4 separate regions of the Gossypium hirsutum genome follow, and all the other regions are linked to region 1. The links are chromatin contacts, called in public Hi-C maps. All regions are on one chromosome and are shown on one strand. Each heading gives the region's core, a stretch centred on a gene start, on an enhancer-like site or on the middle of the called end of the contact. The rest is flanking DNA. Distances are from core to core; before and after follow the strand shown. Region 1 holds the start of LOC107913275 (formamidase-like). Region 2 holds the start of LOC107913271. Region 3 has its middle 11 kb from the start of LOC107913272. Region 4 holds the start of LOC107913268 (probable prolyl 4-hydroxylase 9).

Evidence for each region. Hi-C and Micro-C count contacts between places; a contact is called where the count stands out from the background.
Region 2: a contact with region 1 is called in a Hi-C map of leaf, with 3 times the contacts expected there. The contact joins the promoter of LOC107913271 here to the promoter of LOC107913275 in region 1. A contact is called at or near these places in 8 of 34 Hi-C or Micro-C datasets (anther, callus, hypocotyl and 1 more).
Region 3: a Hi-C map of leaf shows a contact between it and region 1, with 3 times the contacts expected there. The contact joins the enhancer-like site here to the promoter of LOC107913275 in region 1. A contact is called at or near these places in 7 of 34 Hi-C or Micro-C datasets (hypocotyl, leaf and petal).
Region 4: a contact with region 1 is called in a Hi-C map of leaf, with 2.8 times the contacts expected there. The contact joins the promoter of LOC107913268 here to the promoter of LOC107913275 in region 1. A contact is called at or near these places in 5 of 34 Hi-C or Micro-C datasets (anther, hypocotyl and leaf).

What each region holds. Positions count from the first base shown.
Region 1 is chrD11:27,964,209-27,966,908 of Gossypium_hirsutum_v2.1, forward strand. It overlaps LOC107913275 (formamidase-like), which reads left to right and starts at 1,268. Exons shown (of 9, transcript XM_016841808.2): 1 at 1,268-1,409; 2 at 1,748-1,953; 3 at 1,955-1,975; 4 at 2,110-2,347; 5 at 2,440-2,630. The coding sequence starts at 1,756.
Region 2 is chrD11:27,638,395-27,641,094 of Gossypium_hirsutum_v2.1, forward strand. LOC107913271 reads right to left here and starts at 1,306. Exons shown (of 2, transcript XM_016841804.2): 1 at 963-1,306; 2 at 1-615. The coding sequence starts at 608.
Region 3 is chrD11:27,663,536-27,666,235 of Gossypium_hirsutum_v2.1, forward strand. No RefSeq gene overlaps it. Among protein-coding and RNA genes, the nearest start is that of LOC107913272, 11 kb to the right of the region's middle. Within about 2 kb of position 1,281, at least 2 of the 9 cell types and tissues checked have an H3K27ac peak or open chromatin away from gene starts, as enhancers often do. A contact at or near this core is called in hypocotyl and leaf, where this site is marked.
Region 4 is chrD11:27,589,996-27,592,695 of Gossypium_hirsutum_v2.1, forward strand. It overlaps LOC107913268 (probable prolyl 4-hydroxylase 9), which reads left to right and starts at 1,308. Exons shown (of 8, transcript XM_016841799.2): 1 at 1,308-1,682; 2 at 1,759-1,866; 3 at 1,941-2,095; 4 at 2,205-2,307; 5 at 2,410-2,505. The coding sequence starts at 1,527. LOC107913265 reads right to left here and starts at 133. Exons shown (of 6, transcript XR_001688455.2): 1 at 1-133.

The sequences.
Region 1 (2,700 bases), core at 18-2,517:
TTTAAAAAAGCCGGCCTAATCTAATCATATTTCTAAAATTCAGTATTTTTAGGTAATTCACCCCTTTTTATCTCCCTATCCTATCTTTATCTTTTTCTTCTCTCTTTCAAGATAAGTCTTTCTTTTTTCTTTTTTAACTTCCTAGCTACGTCTTTAATTTTCATAACTCAACATTTTTATAACTCAAAAATGCCTTCAATCAAACCCAAAATGACGAAAGAAACCAAAGTAGTTTCCTATAACCAAACATCTTTATAACTCAAAAATGGCTCGTCTTCCCTGGAAAACCCATCTACGAAAGTCAAAAAGGGTAAGGGAGCCTCGTACTAGGCCCATTTCAAACCGGTCCTTGTTCGGAATCTAGAGAGCAGCCCATTCTTTTAAACTGATGTCTTCATCGCCTCAAATCTTCCATATTCATTGCTGAGCACTTAAAAGCATAACTATTGCCCCAATTTCAGCTCCATTTTATGACTCTATTCTTGGCTATGTAGAGATTTTACTTTGATTTTGAAATAAAGACTTGAAAGATTTTTAGTGTTTTTAAGTTTAGGATTTAGGAAATTTCATCTAGAATTGGGACTTGAGTTTTAAATTGTGTATAAAGTTTCACAAATAAGATTTTAGGATTTTAAGGTTAAAATTTGAATGAGTTATCGTATTAATACAAATTTTTTACATAATCTATACAAATTTAATTTGAGTGGATTCTTATAAATTATTTTACATTCTGGTTTTGTGCAGATGAATTATATTTTTAGTTTGAGAATATTTTTTCTATTAAGTAAAAGAATTGAGAGCATGAGAGTCAAAGTGGGGTTGTTATTTTATTTATTTTGAACAATTTTAACTTAAAAGAATAAAAGGTAAAAAAACAATCCAAGCGTTGGGTTGGTTCATTTAAGAAATATAATCAACCATCATGTTTTTGATAAAGGATTGGATGGTTCTGTCAAATATACCATGTATTGAAGCAAACCTGAGTCAGATACCACTTGCATTCACTTCCGTGATTCCACCAAATAGCCATCTAATAACTGTTACTTTGTCCTAGAAGAAAATCCAAGGTAAGTTGTGAAGTCAGTTCCAAGTGGTCCATCCATCAAAACAAAAATATCCCAACTCTCAACCCATAGCTATCCAAAATGAAGGGTTTCGGGACCTATTGTTTGTAATTCAAGACATGAGCCATGGCTCACTATGGTGCAAAGGTAGTGGTGCCTATAGACCTGAAGAAAAAGCCATGGGAACAAAAACATCCCCTCCACAACCGGTGGCACCCCGACATACCAGTTGTTGCAGAGGTTAAAGATGGAGAGGTTTTCAGAGTTGAAATGGTGGATTTCAGTGGAGGTGGAATAACAAGTGACTACTCTGCCGAAGATGTCAAGCATGCTGATCAATCTATTGTGAGTTTCTACCTCCATCTTTTGCCTCCTCACTTTCCTTTCTTTCAACTTCTACTGCAACATAAAGCTGTTCCTATAATTTTTCTTAATCGTTTTTCAAGTAAACAATAACTTCCAGTGTTTCTTATTGGCAATTTTAATCAAACCCTGTTGTCTAGTTAGTGAACCTTGGTATTTCAGTCTAGTAAAACCAAAATGGGACCATTGGAAAAATGGTCGAACCCATTTGTCAGCAAGTAGAGTATTGGTCAAGACTCAAGAGTCAATACTTGCTTCAATGGGTGACATTTGGCAAGACTGAAACAAATATCTCAACAATCTCCCTATTTTCCCCAAAGCTTAATCCATGGCTCCTCCAACTCCAAGACTAGTGGTGTCAGTAGATTTGAAGAAGAAGCCATGGGAACAAGCTCTACCTCTTCACAATCGTTGGCACCCTGAAATCCCTCCGGTTGCCCATGTTAAGGTCAGTGAGGTCTTTAGAGTAGAAATGGTAGACTGGACTGGAAGTGTCATAAAAGATGATGATTCTGCAGCTGATGTCCAAATTTATAGACCTCTCCACTGTAAGTAAACAAACTCCATTATCTGAGACAGGGAAAAAAGAAATAAGCTAAATATAACATCTTATGTCAGATAAATAATCTTTGAATTGAACTTACTGGTTATGATAAAAAAAAATATTATGCAAATGATACAGGTTCATTATCTGAGTGGGCCTATAAGAGTTGTAGACAAGAAGGAGACACCTGCCATGCCAGGTGATCTTCTTGCAGTGGAAATATGTAACCTGGGTCCTTTACCGGGTGATGAATGGGGTTATACAGCAACTTTTGACAGAGAAAATGGAGGAGGGTTTTTGACGGACCATTTTCCATGTGCAACAAAAGCTATTTGGTATTTTGAAGGAATCTATGCCTACTCTCCTCATATACCGGGTGCAATTTCCATTAATTCCCACTAGTTATAAGCTGTCAAAATGCTTCCCTTTGTTTATATTGTCATTTAAAAAGGTTCATATGAATTGCAGGGGTGAGATTTCCGGGGTTGACTCATCCGGGAATAATTGGAACGGCACCATCAATGGAACTTCTGAATATATGGAATGAAAGAGAAAGAGAAGTAGAAGAAAATGGCCACAAGTCCCTAAAACTATGTGAAGTTTTGCATTCACGACCATTGGCAAACCTTCCTTCAACCAAAGGCTGCCATTTGGGGAAGGTATAGTTTACATCAGTTTGCTTGATCAGTAGCTTAATGTCTGCTGCCTTCGTGTTTGAGATTCAACTGC
Region 2 (2,700 bases), core at 56-2,555, 330 kb before region 1:
GCTCTAACAGGACTCCTACTGTGAATGCTTGGGCTTCCTGCAACTTGATCAACTTCCTCTCCTTCTTCGAAGGACATAGGTGGTCTGCTACCCAGAGAAAGCAACTCGGTAGCACTTTGCTGTTCTTGAACTCTCGGAACTGCATCTTCACAAACAGTACCACGGCTCTTCCCATGAGGCCCTAAAGGACTTGGATGGTTCTGATCACGGAGATTTGTAGTCCTTCCCTTACGAGGGGATTGAGGAAAGTCTTTGCACATTGACTTAAGATTACTTCTTTGATACCCATTCGCCGCTTTAACACTTAAAGCACCTTCCAATTTGTTCCCTGTTGATGGATGATTCTTCGAAAGAGAAGCATTTCTAATAATCGATCTGAGGAGATGATTATGAAGACGAACATTTTCTCTCCCAATTATACCAATGCAGAGCCTATCAAACTCGGGTTTCCCAATCTTAAGACTCAAAAATCTAGTGAGCAGATTAAAGTACTTCTCAGCTTTTATAGGCCCAATCTTCCTTTCAATCTGAGATTTCAGCGCTAAAGTATCTACTAGAGAAAAATGCCGTCGACCCGGCATTTCAGTTTCCAAGTTCATCACTATCATCCAAAATCTAAAATTTCAGCCAAAAAACAAAAAAATCAACTTCCAAATAAAAATCCTACTTAATTATCAATCAAAACCACCACCAAAACCCCCATGTCATCCTCTAAGATAGCAAGACGGGACCAAAAAATACTAAAATTCAAACAAAACAAACAAAACCCAGATGAAAAACTGCATTAAGAATAAGTAACTTCATTTAACTAATAAATCATTCAAAAACCACAAATCAAAGAGAAATCCAGAAAGATAAATCTACAAAATTTGAAACTACCAGTCTCAAACAAAGAAACAGTAAAGCAGTAATGGTAAGCAACGGAAAAAGAAAATGTAAAATAGAAACAAAGCAAAACCCACCTGAATTAAGGAACTATATAACTGAATTCAAAGAAGTTGAACTGAATTTGCAGCAAAAAAAGAAAAGCATTATTAATCAATCAGAAGCTTGTGAAAGTAGAGAGCAAAGAGATTAGGGCAAGAAGCTTTGAAAGCTTCTATTGGAGTGATCATGGTCAAAGAAACATGCGCGTTTTGAAAACGAGTGTAAACTATGCTAAGTGCTAAGCTGGTTAGCTTTGGGTCGAATGTTGGATTGTCCAATCAGCGTCTCAGTTTTTGAGTAATTTAGAATTAAGCCTTCCGAATTTAATGCAGTTTCCGAGAGGAAAAGTAAAATATCTATCAACAAAGGTCAAAGCTCCATCTATTTTCAATAAATCCAATTTTGACGAAAAATATTTTAACTAAAAGAAAAAAAAAAAGTGCAGTATCGAAGCAGCATGAACAACTAACTTTTTATTTTTATTTTAAATTATCTATTTATTAATCAATACAATATCTAATAAGAAACAAGTTATTAAATATAAGGAATTTAAGAAAATTTATTTGATGTAATTTTTAGACAGTTAAGTAAAAAAAAGTGTTATTTTTAATTTTATTTTGGAGTTAAAAAAATTATTTTCATTAATAATACTTTGACTTAATGGTAAGATTTAGGTTTTGGAAATTTGGAGTTTTATTATGGGTAGATTTTTACTTCAAATTTTATTATGTTTTAAATTTCATCACGTATAAATCATGTTTAAATTTATTCTAATCATGATCTAAATATATTTTAATCTAGAGATATTCATAAGTTGATTAACCTGTCCGATTCAATCGACTCAACTAATTTTTGGCCATGCTTAAGTTTAATTTTTTTAACCTCATGTTAACCCTACCCAACTTAATTCACTCTTCCAACATAATCATGAACATGAACAACAAGGGCATAAGTTTCATTGACACCTATCAATAAAGGCTTATAAACATTATTCTCTAAAAAGAATGTTCTATCAACATAATAATTTTTGTTGTGAAGTATTCGAAACCAAAGAATGTTCTTATATTGCACAATAATATAATAATTAAGATACTCGAAAATATATAAACAATTAATGTGAGTTATTAAACAATTAAAAATATGAAAAAAAGACATACAATAGACATTATAAACGATGAAAATAATGTCAATATAAGAACATTTTCAATTATACAATTATACAATTATGAAAATATATAAATAATTAAAAATATGAAAAAAAAATACAATTATGAAAATATCAAAACATTTTCAATTCATAATCATAATCATGTACAATAGATATTTAAAAGGCCCCCAATTACATGTGTCAAATACAGAGTTAAGATTTGAATCCAATTTTGATGGTTACACGACCTAAGATGATCCACACGACCTAGCGACACGGCTGTGTCCAAGGCCGCGTGAACACTGGAATTAATTTTTCAAATTTAATTGCAAGTCAGAGAGTTACACAGGCCATAAACACGGCCGTGTGCGAGACACAACCTGTCACACGGGCGTGTGTGAGATCTGTGCCCCGCATGGCCTCGCACATGGGCATGAAAGAAGCGAAAGAAAATCACACACGACTTGGCACACGAGCATGTCCGAGGCCGTGTGACCACTAGGCTTTGAGTTTTAAATCACACACGGCCTGAAGGAGTGGCACACGAGTGTGTGACACAGCTGTGTGGCCCAACATGAGCCTAAACATGATTGTGCCCATTTAAAACCCTAATTTTTCCTTTTCTT
Region 3 (2,700 bases), core at 31-2,530, 300 kb before region 1:
ACATATTCCTTTGAATACCAAAATCAACTTCTTTGGCGTAATCATTGTAGTACTTTATGCCTTTTGCTCAGAACCGAATTCCATCCCCTAGTCTCATTGTTCATCAACTGGAATTGCTTGTATATTCATAAACCTACCAGTAAAAAATAACACTATATTTTAAAAATGAGAAATATCATTATTCTATGTTAGATATTTAAATAGGTAAAAATGCATACAAAATTTGATACAATTGCTTTCATAGAAAAATATTGCAGGAGAATATTTTGGCGTTGAATTGTTGAGAGTGACATAGAGAACTGAGATTGTGGAGAAGGATGTTATGGTGCTTTTAATATGTTAATAATTTACGATTAAGTAAGAGATTTAATTGGATTGGAGGTGGCAACAATAAACAATCATACGAAACACAATAACAAATAATTTTCTTTTTTTATTGAAATTAAAATATGGGTAAACTACCAAAATAGTCACTTTTGTTTGCCTTAGGTTACATTTTAGTCACTTATGTTTGAAATATTACGTTTTAATCACTTACGTTATCGTGTTGTAACATTTTAATCACTGAGTCGTTAACTGCCAACAATGGTGTAACGGTAAGTTGATGTGGCATGTTAAATAATCATTTCAAACAAAAATTTTAAGTTAAATTCTACAATTGGTCCCTATATTTTTTCATTTTAAACAATTTTAAAATTTTCTTTTAAGTTCTTTTAACTTTTTTTTCCATTCTCTTCTGCTTCTCCCTCTATTTTCCTCCCTTCTTCATTTCTTTTAACATAGTTTTTCTATGTTTTCCATTTGTAACTAGTCCAAAAGCTCACCTCACTCGAAAAAATTAAATTGTTCAAAAAAATAAAACATAGCAAAACTACGTTGAAAGAAATGGAGAAAGGAGGAAAACAAAGGGAGAAGCATAAGAGAATGGAAAAGAAAGAAAGTTAAAAAAACATAAAAGAAAAAAATTAAATTGCTCCAAACGAAAAAATATGGGGACCGATTGTATAAATTAACCTAAAATTTTTGTTTGAAATGATGATTTAATGTGCCACAGTTAACAGAAATTAACGGCTCAGTGACTAAAATGTTACATCATGATAACATAAGTGACTAAAACGTAACATTTCAAACATAAGTGACTAAAATATAACCTGAACCAAATAAAAGTGACTATTTTAATAGTTTACCTTTAAAATATCCACCATAACACTTACTGTTTCTCTCGTCACCAATATTCTTCCAAAAAAAGTCCCAATCTGCTACTCATTGGGCCTCTATCACTATAATTCTAAAAACAGTGGAGACCCAACACCTTTATCTCTCTTCTAAAATAATGAGACCCAACCGAAGCATTTGCTATTGCATGTTACCTATTCCCAATTCAAACTAAAATACCCAAAATTGTGCTATTTCATACATCAACCTTCGCCTCCAATCCTCATGCCACATCATCACCCATATACGAAGATATATTATATCACTTTTTTTTACAATTAAATTATTTTTGATTCAATAATACTACAACTTATAGTTCAAGATATATTAAATTATGGGTTTTTTTTTAATTTTTTACTTAAATTATATAATTAATTTGTGACATTAATTCAATCAAGAATTTAATATTTTCTTATTCCGATATATATATTTTAAGTGCAAAATATACATTTATCAAAATAATTTTATAATAACCCTCACCAACCAATCTTAAGCCTTGTTTTTCATTGCTCACAAAGTTTCAAAAGCAATTTTTAACCTCAAAAATAACCAACTGCAAATTACTTTTGGGATCAAAAAAAATATTAACTGTTTTTCTTTCCAAACACAAAATTTGGGTTTCATGCTTTTGTGTTTTTAAGTATATTTATTAAAATATCCTTATTTATATAGATTATGTAAAGGGTATTTAATAATTTACATCAATTTAAATAAAATTTATCATTATATTTATTTCTTAAATATTTTATGTACCATTTATTTTATAAATAATTTATATTAATTATTTAAAATATATATAAAATTCACATTATATATATAATTATATTAAATTATTTAAATATAATTTAAATAAATTTATTATTTTATTTTCTAACATCATGTCTAAAATAGACATTTTAACTTTCTATTGCAAATTTTAACAGCAAAGCAAAATACTTGAACTTAACAAACCATACTTTTCAACATCACTTCTCATTTTTTTTAATTGGGGGAAAGGAATGAAGTTGCTTGGGATCTAATCCGAGCTTTCATGCCTACAACATAACGTTCTTACCATTAGATCAAGAGGTTATTTTAAAAGAACTTTTCAACCATAAAAGCAGCCATTGGGTGATAACACTCTAGAATAACGTATTTTTATGTATTAATTATATATTTATTCTAAGTATGATCCTGCTAATTTGAGCTATTTATGATCTTTTATCTCATAGGGACTAAATTTGAGGCAAAAGCACAATTAAGGGCCAAAAGCGTGAATTTAGAGATAAAATGGGCCAATATGCGACACAATGAAATGTTGGTGCCAAAAGTGCAAGCATGGAGGACATAAGGGTTGAAATGCAAAAATAAGAGATTTTATTCTATCAGACTCTATTTTAATTATATTAGGATAATTAATATTAAGATAATTATTAAGGATTATTTAATTTTAGGATTTAATTTTATTTATCTTTATTTATCTTCAATTAAATGTATTTATCTTTT
Region 4 (2,700 bases), core at 58-2,557, 370 kb before region 1:
AGAACAATCCAAAAGTTCTTTTTAGCTGGAAAAGCTAAATATTTCTGCTTTTCATTTGCTGAAAAGCACTTGCAATAAGTTAAAATTTTAGTTCTAAATGAAATGGGTTCTTTACTGCTTTTGATGGAAAAGTGTTTTTTCATATAAAAGCCCATCACTTAAGCATAGGAGAACGGGGCTTAGTTTTATTGAGTTGGATAATTGGATTGAGTTGGTAATTGGGTTGGGTAATTGAGTTTGGTTGGATAATTTTATTTATTAATCTTTTCGGTTAACCGAATAATTGGGTTAGGTTGGTAATTGGGTTGGGTAATTGGGTTTGGTTGGATAATTTTATTTATTAATTTTTTCGGTTAACCGAAAAAATTTAGTTAACCGACCGGTTTCAAATCGAATTAACAGTTAACCAAAAAATCATAAAAAAATTAACCGACCCCCGACCGAAAAAATTCGGTTAACCGACCGATTAACCAAATTCATTCGGTTAACCAAATTTTTTCGGTTTTACCCGAATTATGCACACCCCTACCAGTTCTACTTTATTTTTAGCTTTTAATTTTGAAAGATATGCGACAACATTTTACTTTTATTTAAAATTTTCATTTTAAATTATGTCACATGAGATTTTACATGTCATTTAATGGTTGAATTAGCAGTTCCAATAATGGAAGGACTTGATATAACATCGATAATTCGGGAACATAATTAGAACATTTTGAAATTTAAGGACTAATTTAAAATAATAACCATAGTTTGAAGATGTCTGGTACAATTAACTCAAAATATAAAATTTATGTTTTGATAGGATGAGTTTAAATTGTATTATCCTTAAATTCAAAATAAAATTAATTATTATATTGATAATATAAATATTTTAAAATTAATAATTAATTGTTACTTTAAAATTTGAATTGCCAGTGTAGCATGGGCCATCATGAAAAGTTGATTGAATTTTGACATGTTTTTCTTTCCGCAGCCCATTTGGGTGTTCTGCATGGTTTTATGGTTTCAATCCAACTCCAAATCAGGAGCCATGAATTAAGTCAATGTTTGAGGGATGTAAATTGTAAATAAACAAAATTTTCAAGTACCCGTTGCAATAGAACAGAGAGCGTTGTTGCCTGCTACTTTCTGTGGTTTAATTTGACGGATTTGAAGGGTAAAAAGTCCAATGAGAGTGTGCTGGGTTGGCTGGGAATCTTTGTGCAGCACATAGTATCATAGATATCATTTCTGAGTTGACTTTGAAATAATATTAATTAAATTCAGAAACACTTATTTCAATCCAAAATTAATGTCTTTACTATTCATAATCCTATCCTATTGACCCAAACCAAAATCCCGTTGGCTAAACAAACAGATTACAAACACAAATCTACGTACAGATCGGCTTTAATTTCATTTCCATGCATTCCCATTCATTACTATTTCTGGAAATTCTACTTTCTCAATTTTATAAATGAAAAAACTCCCGCCCTGTTTCCTGCAACCCTACAAACAACAACGTAGCTTTTAGTCTTTCAGAAATGTCAACCTCTGATTATACTCCTAAAGCTAAAGCCAAAGGCAAAGCTTACTGGCACTGGAACACTACCAAAACAAAGCTTGATTTTCCTGCTGTTATTGTTTTCTGTTGCTTCTTCTTCGTTTTTGGCTTCCTTTGTTCAAGCCTTCGCTCTCAGGTGATCTTTTCTTTTCCTCATATAATTCTTTAATGTTGTTTTCATCTTTTTGTTTAATCCGATTGTTTGGAAGTAGGTTTCTGGAGTAAGGCAGAGAGGGAGGCAGCTGCTTAATTCAGTGGAGTATGAGTTGATGGGACATGGAAAAACTGGAGATGATTCTATTTCTGTTATTCCTTTTCAGGTTGGGTTTCGTTGTCGATATTCATCGTAAATCATTCTTATCTTTATGATGTTTCATCATCTGATTCATTGCAGGTTATAAGTTGGAGGCCACGTGCTTTTTATTTTCCGAAATTCGCAACTCTGGAGCAATGCCAACATATAATTAACTTGGCAAAACCATACCTTGCACCTTCCAAATTAGCTTTGCGGAAAGGGGAATCAGAAGGTCCACAGGATGTTAGAACAAGGTATGTTGGGGTTCCAACTTTGTAGGTACGCTAACTGTTTGATGTTGTTTGTTGTAACAATGCTTTTTTTTTTACATAGCTAAGCTAAAACTTCCATGTTAAAACACAGTATGGGCACGTTTCTTAGTGTTTCTGACGATCCTACTGGAGTTTTGGACGCCATTGAAGAGAAAATAGCAAAGGCTACAAAGCTTCCAAGGACTCACTATGAGGTAACTTGAAAACAATATTTACTGCTTCCCTCTTTGTCTCTTTCAGACCAGCTTTGGTTAATTGGTCTTACGTTGTTGGGGGGATCAATGTCATGGTTTTAGCATTTTAATGTTCTGCGCTATGAGTTGGGACAAAAGTACGATTCACATCTTGATGCGTTCCCTGTCGAACAATACGGTCCCCAAAAGAGCCAAAGGGTATGTTATGTCCTTGCTTCTGCTGCTTTTTCTCTCTGTATTTTTAGGGGCATTAATAATTCGGTCGGCCACCGAATGTATTATATGAGTTCGAAATATAAAAATTAAAGAATAGACTTAAACTTAGTTGGATTTATACAAATTATTATAGTGAACTTAAAATCATAATACATCTATATATTTTTAAACTAATAA